Regions from separate parts of the Canis lupus genome. Here region 1 is linked to region 2. A link is a contact called in public Hi-C data. All regions are on one chromosome and are shown on one strand. Each heading gives the region's core, a stretch centred on a gene start, on an enhancer-like site or on the middle of the called end of the contact. The rest is flanking DNA. Distances are from core to core; before and after follow the strand shown. Region 1 has its middle 120 kb from the start of BCAS1. Region 2 holds the start of LOC119877503 (C2 calcium-dependent domain-containing protein 4B-like).

What was found. Hi-C and Micro-C count contacts between places; a contact is called where the count stands out from the background.
Region 1: a Hi-C map of liver shows a contact between it and region 2, with 2.0 times the contacts expected there. The contact joins the enhancer-like site here to the promoter of LOC119877503 in region 2. A contact is called at or near these places in 4 of 9 Hi-C or Micro-C datasets (blood, liver and tumor fibroblasts).

The regions. Positions count from the first base shown.
Region 1 is chr24:40,346,221-40,349,388 of UU_Cfam_GSD_1.0, forward strand. No RefSeq gene overlaps it. Among named protein-coding and RNA genes, the nearest start is that of BCAS1, 120 kb to the right of the region's middle. Within about 2 kb of position 1,406, at least 10 of the 20 cell types and tissues checked have an H3K27ac peak or open chromatin away from gene starts, as enhancers often do. A contact at or near this core is called in blood and liver, where this site is marked.
Region 2 is chr24:40,099,208-40,102,104 of UU_Cfam_GSD_1.0, forward strand. LOC119877503 (C2 calcium-dependent domain-containing protein 4B-like) reads right to left here and starts at 1,290. Exons shown (of 3, transcript XM_038573000.1): 1 at 1,272-1,290; 2 at 540-853. The coding sequence starts at 1,290.

The DNA of each region.
Region 1 (3,168 bases), core at 156-2,655, 250 kb after region 2:
CAAGAGGTGGTAAGGAAAAGGGCGTGTTCCATTCAGAGAGACACCGAGTTACAAAACAACGACTTACAAAAATCACAGAGAGGAAGTCACAGGTGAGGTGAGGCCAACCCTCTTCCACAGGATTCCCTGGCTCAGGAAATACAAAGCTCCCTCCAGCAAGCACTGATAAGGAGAGGCTGAGCTCCAGGCCTCCTCGAGGGAGCTTGTGGCAAAGAGAGGATAAAATAGTACAGCTGGTGTTCACTGAACCTGTGCCGTGTGCCTTCGCTAAGCCTTCTACACGACACGCCTTGTCTTATTTATCCATTAAAGAAAGTGTGGTTATTACACAGAAAAGGACAATGAAGGTGCCCGAGACAAATCCCCCCCACTGCGTCACCGCCACCAGAGCCCAGACGGCAGCACATGCTGGTCTCTTTCCCAAAACATAGAGTGGAGTGATACTAGGTGTTTGCCATTAGACACCCCATTCATAAGGTTTCTTGAACATCTTAAGAAGAGCCATGAACACCCATTTAGAAATGGGCTTTTGGATCTCGTAAACAGTGTTCAGTGCACCCCAACAGGCAAAGGAAATAACCCAAGCTGCTAACAGTGCCTCAGCACCTCGCCCCTTGGATACATAAAAACAAATAAAAAACTATGCTCAGTAATGAATTAGCGGCGTTGAGGAGCCAAGAGCGGGGAATCCAATCAGCTGGGACTTCAGCCCCCTTCCGTAGGGGCAGGGACTGTGGCAGGAGGAGGAGGGGAGGGGGAGGAGGAGGAGGGGAGAGGGAGGAGGAAGAGGAGGAGGAAGAGGGGGAGGAGGGGAAATAGGAGGGGAGGGGAGGGGGAGGAGGAGGGGAGGAGGAGGAAGAGGAGGAGGGGGAGGAGGAGGGGAAATAAGAGGGGAGGGGGAGGAGGATGGGGAGGAAGGGGCGAGAGACAGAGAGAGAAGGGGGTTAGGCATGGGGTGTTGCCTGGTGGGAGGCGCGGGCAGCTGAGCCCGGGGTGCGAGGTCACCTCTGGTCCCCGCAGACACCCCTTGGCGGCCACCACCCTGCGGCTGCGGGGCAGGTGTCTGAGCTGCAAGCCGGTGTCCAGAGCCGCGCACGGAGCAAGGCCACGATCGCGGCGCTTCCCGGGGCGGCCCCTCCGGCAGGGCAGGCCCGACCCTCCGGGCGGCACGGATCGGATCGGATCCCACACGGTGTAGACACCCCCCCCCCCTCCACTTCTGGAGACTTCTGCAAAATGGTGCCTGCCCGTGTGGACGCGGGCCGCCGCCGACTGTCCCGGGGCGCGGGGTCCACCTCCCAGCTTTGACGACGTAGCCCTAAGGTGACCTGTATCAGCTGCACCTCCGATTGCTGCACACACACACACACACACACACACACACACGTATCACTGGAAGCAAAAAAGAGGTGCCCGGGAGCGTGCAAAGCTCCCCGCCCGGAGCGTTGGGCTCGGGCGCCCTCTGCCGGGCGAGGCGGGGGGGGGCGGGGCGCGGGGGGGCGGGGCTCCCGGGAAGCCCCAGGGGCCCCTCCTGCCGGGACGGGCATCCTCCAGGGCACCTGCCCCCACCCCCTGACCCCTCCGGGCCCCTTCAGGCCGCGCCCGCCGGAACCGCCCTGGACCTGCCTGCAAGCGAGCCGCTCACTAGCCCAGAACTGCCCAGTGCTTCTTCTCCTGCGGGTTTTACCCCCTGTTCCCACTACTGGTGGGTTTGCCAGGTGCCAGGGAATCTTGCTGAAAAAGCAGGGGGATTGCTGACTGGGCCAAGGTTTGCATCAAGACCCAGCGGTCTGGGTCCCCGGGAAGTCCTGGCGAGCTCCGTGGCCAGGTGCGCTGTCCTTGTTCAGGGGTCTTTGCCCAACCGGGACACTTTGGGCGTGAAAGGAGGTGCTGCCAATGCTCCTGCGGGGTCAATAGGTGTGATCCAGGAGTGTTGAAGGCAAGTCAGATGATCAGCCCAGCATGGTCCAAAAGGAACTTTGCACAATGACAAAAATGCTCTAGATCTGTGCTGTCCGCCATACGGTAGCCACTAGCCACATGGGGCTATTGAGTTGGGGCCAGTGCAACCGAAGAGATGAATTTGCAGCTTCCTCAACTTTTCCTTTTTTTAAAAAAATATTTTATTTATTTATTCATGAGAGAAACAGTGAGAGGCAGAGACACAGGCAGAGGGAGAAGCAGACTCCATGCAGGGAGCCCAACTTGGGACTCAATCCCAGGTCTCCAGAATCACGCGCTGAGTTGAAGGCGGTGCTAAACCACAGAGCCACCTGGGCTGCCTTTCCTCAACTTTTCCTAATCTAAATTTAAGTTTAAATAGTTGCATGTGTCTAGTGGTTAGGGTATGGGATAGTAGAGCCCTGGTCATATTATTCAGAGGCAGAGACCTGGATGACAGCAGAGAAGGCCCTCAAGGCACAGGACTTGCTGAGAGGGGTTCTCAATAAGAATTTCTTGAATAAATTAGAACTCAGTCATCAGGTCATTCGTGATTTGTGGAGTTATCTTAAATTTATTAAGGAAAAAATATTACGGAAAAATCCAGAATGTCCATGGAGTGCATTCATGTCGAGTCAATAAGAATTTGTTCAACAAATAAAAAGCTCCGTAATCAAAAGCCACTGAGCTCTGTCTCCATGGTGGTGAAAATTCAGACCACTGCTTGGAGATTTCCAGGAACTTTAAAAAACACAGCTCCTCTAGGGAGAGCCAGGAGCCCAGTGACAATTCTCCTGTCACATTTCCAAAGCCAACCCCAGCTCTTGAGTGTCACCTTGGCATGTGGCATTGGGATCAGCAGTTGGAAAGATTATTTGCCACTTGCTTCCAGTGCTTTCCCGGGAGCGTCCTGAAAGCCAGGTCTGCGTGGTCCCAAAAGACCTCTTTCATTTGAGGTTTCACCGGCAACTTAAGAAATTTCTCCAGTTGTCTCCTGGTGCTATGGATTTGGAAAGAGGCATTTTGGTTTCTAATTATAAATGCCTGAGTGATGTCATTCGGTCCCCAAACACCCAGCGGGCCTATGCTGAATAGAGAGAGACAATATGCTAACAAGTTATCTGGAGGTGTCAGAAAGAAATGATGAAAAACAGTACAGTTTGGGGAAATGTTTTCCAGCCTGCTTTCTGGTTTTAGCAACTGCACTGGAAAAGATAAGATACACAT
Region 2 (2,897 bases), core at 40-2,539:
CGGGCGCGGGGGCGCGGGGGGCGCGGGGGGCGCGGGGGCGCGGGGGGGGCCGCGGCGGCGCCAGGCCCCTCCCCCGGCCCCGTAGACGCGCCCTCCGCCCGGCCCGTGGGGACGGTCCCGGCCATTGTTTGCGGGGGACGCCTGTTAGGGCGCATTGTTTTGGCTGCTCCCAAGTTGCCCCGGCCCCTCCCGGGCGCTCGCGGGGGGCCCGGCCGGCACACCCCGGGAGCCGCCCAACTTTCCCGGGGCAGCGCCCGCCCGCCCGCGCCCCGCAGCCCCGCGCCCCGCAGCCCGCGCAGAGCGGCCGCCCCCGCCCCCGCCCCCGCCCCCGGGCCCGGGATGCGAGCGCCGCTCGGACGCCCGCCCGGGGCTCGGCCGGCGGCGGAGGGGGCGCCCGAGAGGAGCCGCGCCGGCGGGCGGCGGGCGGCGGGCGGCGGGCGGCGGGCGGCGGGCGGGGGTCCCCGGGGCGGGGGCGGGGGCGGGGGGGGGCGGGCTCCCGGGGCCCCGGGGGGCGAGGCGCGGCGCGGCGCCCCCTTTACCTGCGGCTCCGGCTCCTCGGCCATTTCCTCGCTCGGCGGCGGCCGGGACTGAACTGACACCACACGAGCGAGCCGAGGTTTGAATGAGGAGGGGAGGGGGCGGGGAAGGCAGGAGGGAGGGGAGGCGACGGGGAGTTTCTCTCGGCCTTTTGTGCGGACACCTCCCGGCTTCCGCGCCCGCACCGGCCCCCCGAAAGCGGCGGGGGTCGCCGGGCGCGGGGCGAGGCCATCCCCCGGGCCCCGCGCCGCCGAGACCGCCCCCCGCACGGCGCCCCCCGCCCCCACCCGCCCCGCCCGGGGATTTGGGGGCCGGGCTCACCTCGGGCGCGGGGCTAAGGTGAGCGGGGCGGGGGTGCGCACGGGGCAGAGGCGCGGGCGCCCCCTACGCGTCCGCGCGCGGACAGTGCAGGCGCGGGGGGTCCCTAGGGCCGCCGGGGCGCGGCGCGTCCGGCGCAGGGGGACTGTTGGGTCAGAAAGTGCTCAGGGAGCAGCTGTTGCGCCCTCCCCCGGCCCCGCCGCTCCGCGACGCCCCGCCTCCTGCCTCCGCCGGCCGCGCGGCCCCGCCCCTCGGCCCCGCCCCCGGGCCACGTGGTCCGCGCAGGCGCGCCCCTGCCCCGCCCACCGCCGCGGACTCCGCCTCCGGGACGCCAGCGCGCGCCCCCGCGTTCCGGCCCGCGATGCCCGCGCACGCGCACGCGCGCGCCTCCCCCCCCCTCCCCCGCCCCGCCCCGCCCCGCCCCGCCCCCCCCATCCGGCTAAACGTGGCCCGCGCGCGCTCCGGCCGTTCCACGGACAGGTACGCGGGGAGGGGGCCCGGGGGCGGCGCGCAGGCGCAGGCGCAGACGCACGCCCCGGCCCCGGCCCCGCCGCCTCCCGCCTCCCGCGCAAGGTGTGCCCGGGCGAGGGAGGGGGTCCCCCCGCGTGCCCGCCCCGCGCCTCTGCACCCGGTTGGGGGCAGGTGAGAGGGCGGCCGGGCGCAGACGGTTTTTCGGATTTTCGCCGAGGGCGGGGGTGAGCGAGGTCGAGGAGCTGGACGCGATTAAAATGGCTCAATTACTACCTTCCTAAAGCTGTCCCGTAATTGTCGTGGTTTTTTTTTTTGTTTTGTTTTTTTTTGTTTTTTCCCTAAAAGCGCCCGACTTGCGCCGCTATTATAACTTGAGATTTCTGAACTTGGCCCGGGTTCCGAGCATCCACTTTGGCTTTGCTAGAAACCCACGTGGATGAAACCAGGCTTCCCAAATCCCCGGGGGAGGGGGGGGCCTGTGTCCCCCCATCTCGGCCCCCCCCCCAGGAGGAACCCTGGAAGCAACAATCACAACCACCAAGTTTTTGGCCCCAAAATGCAAACGAATGCAAATGTAAACAGAGCTCTGCAACTCAACACACAAAAACAGCCAAGTGGTGGAGGGTTTTTTTTGTTTTTTTGGGTTGGTTTTTTTTTTTTTTTTTTTTTTTATGGGATATGGGTGTATCCCAAATGGAAAAACTTAAAAACCTATCAAGAAAGGCCCTTAAAGTATATATTTAATAAATGGGGTGGGGGGTGGGTAGGGCGATATACATGCTCTGCCGGTGAGCAATCGAAAATGGAATTTGAGAGACAGCTTCTTAGCAGAGGGGAAGAATTTGCCAAGTGTGATGCTTTGCTGTCATTTTATATATAACTACTAACCCCACATATGGTCTGGTTAGTCTTTTTTTTTTAAAGGAAGTGAACCAATTACTTACAATTAATTAGCAGTGCCAGAAGTAAATTCTTTGGCCAGAACTCTCTTTTTTTTTTTTTCCCCCCCAACCACTCAAAATACACCGATGTTGATCATTTCTATTTCCAGCACCAGGGTTCCTTTTCTCAGGGAAGATAAATATCTTTCTTTAAAATATTTTTTAAGCCCCTATAGTCACATCCTAAAACGCAATCCCAGAGACGCTCTTCAACAAACAAGAAACTTCATTTAACTTAACCAAAACAAATGACTTGGAGCATTGCTACAAAACAAACTATGAGCAAGTGGAACCAGGTTGAGCCTCCACATTCGGTGTAGCCTCGCTCTACATGTTAATGGATAACCTTTGAACTCTGAAACCTTGAATGCTGTAAACACAATGGCACTGATAGCTAAAAATTCTAGTGTCAAAATTGGGCAAAAAGAAAAAAAAAATCCAAACTTTGCAGGAGGGGGATAGGCAAACAATCAAATGTTTTGACAAATAATCGCTCACTAAGAACAATGAGGCTTCTGGCTCTCAGACCTTGTTGCTACTGAATTATTTTCTGAGCAAAAACGGTTGTGCTTTCTCTCTCTCTCTCTCTGCTCTTACAAAGCTACCACTTTGTTAGCATAATAGCATCCT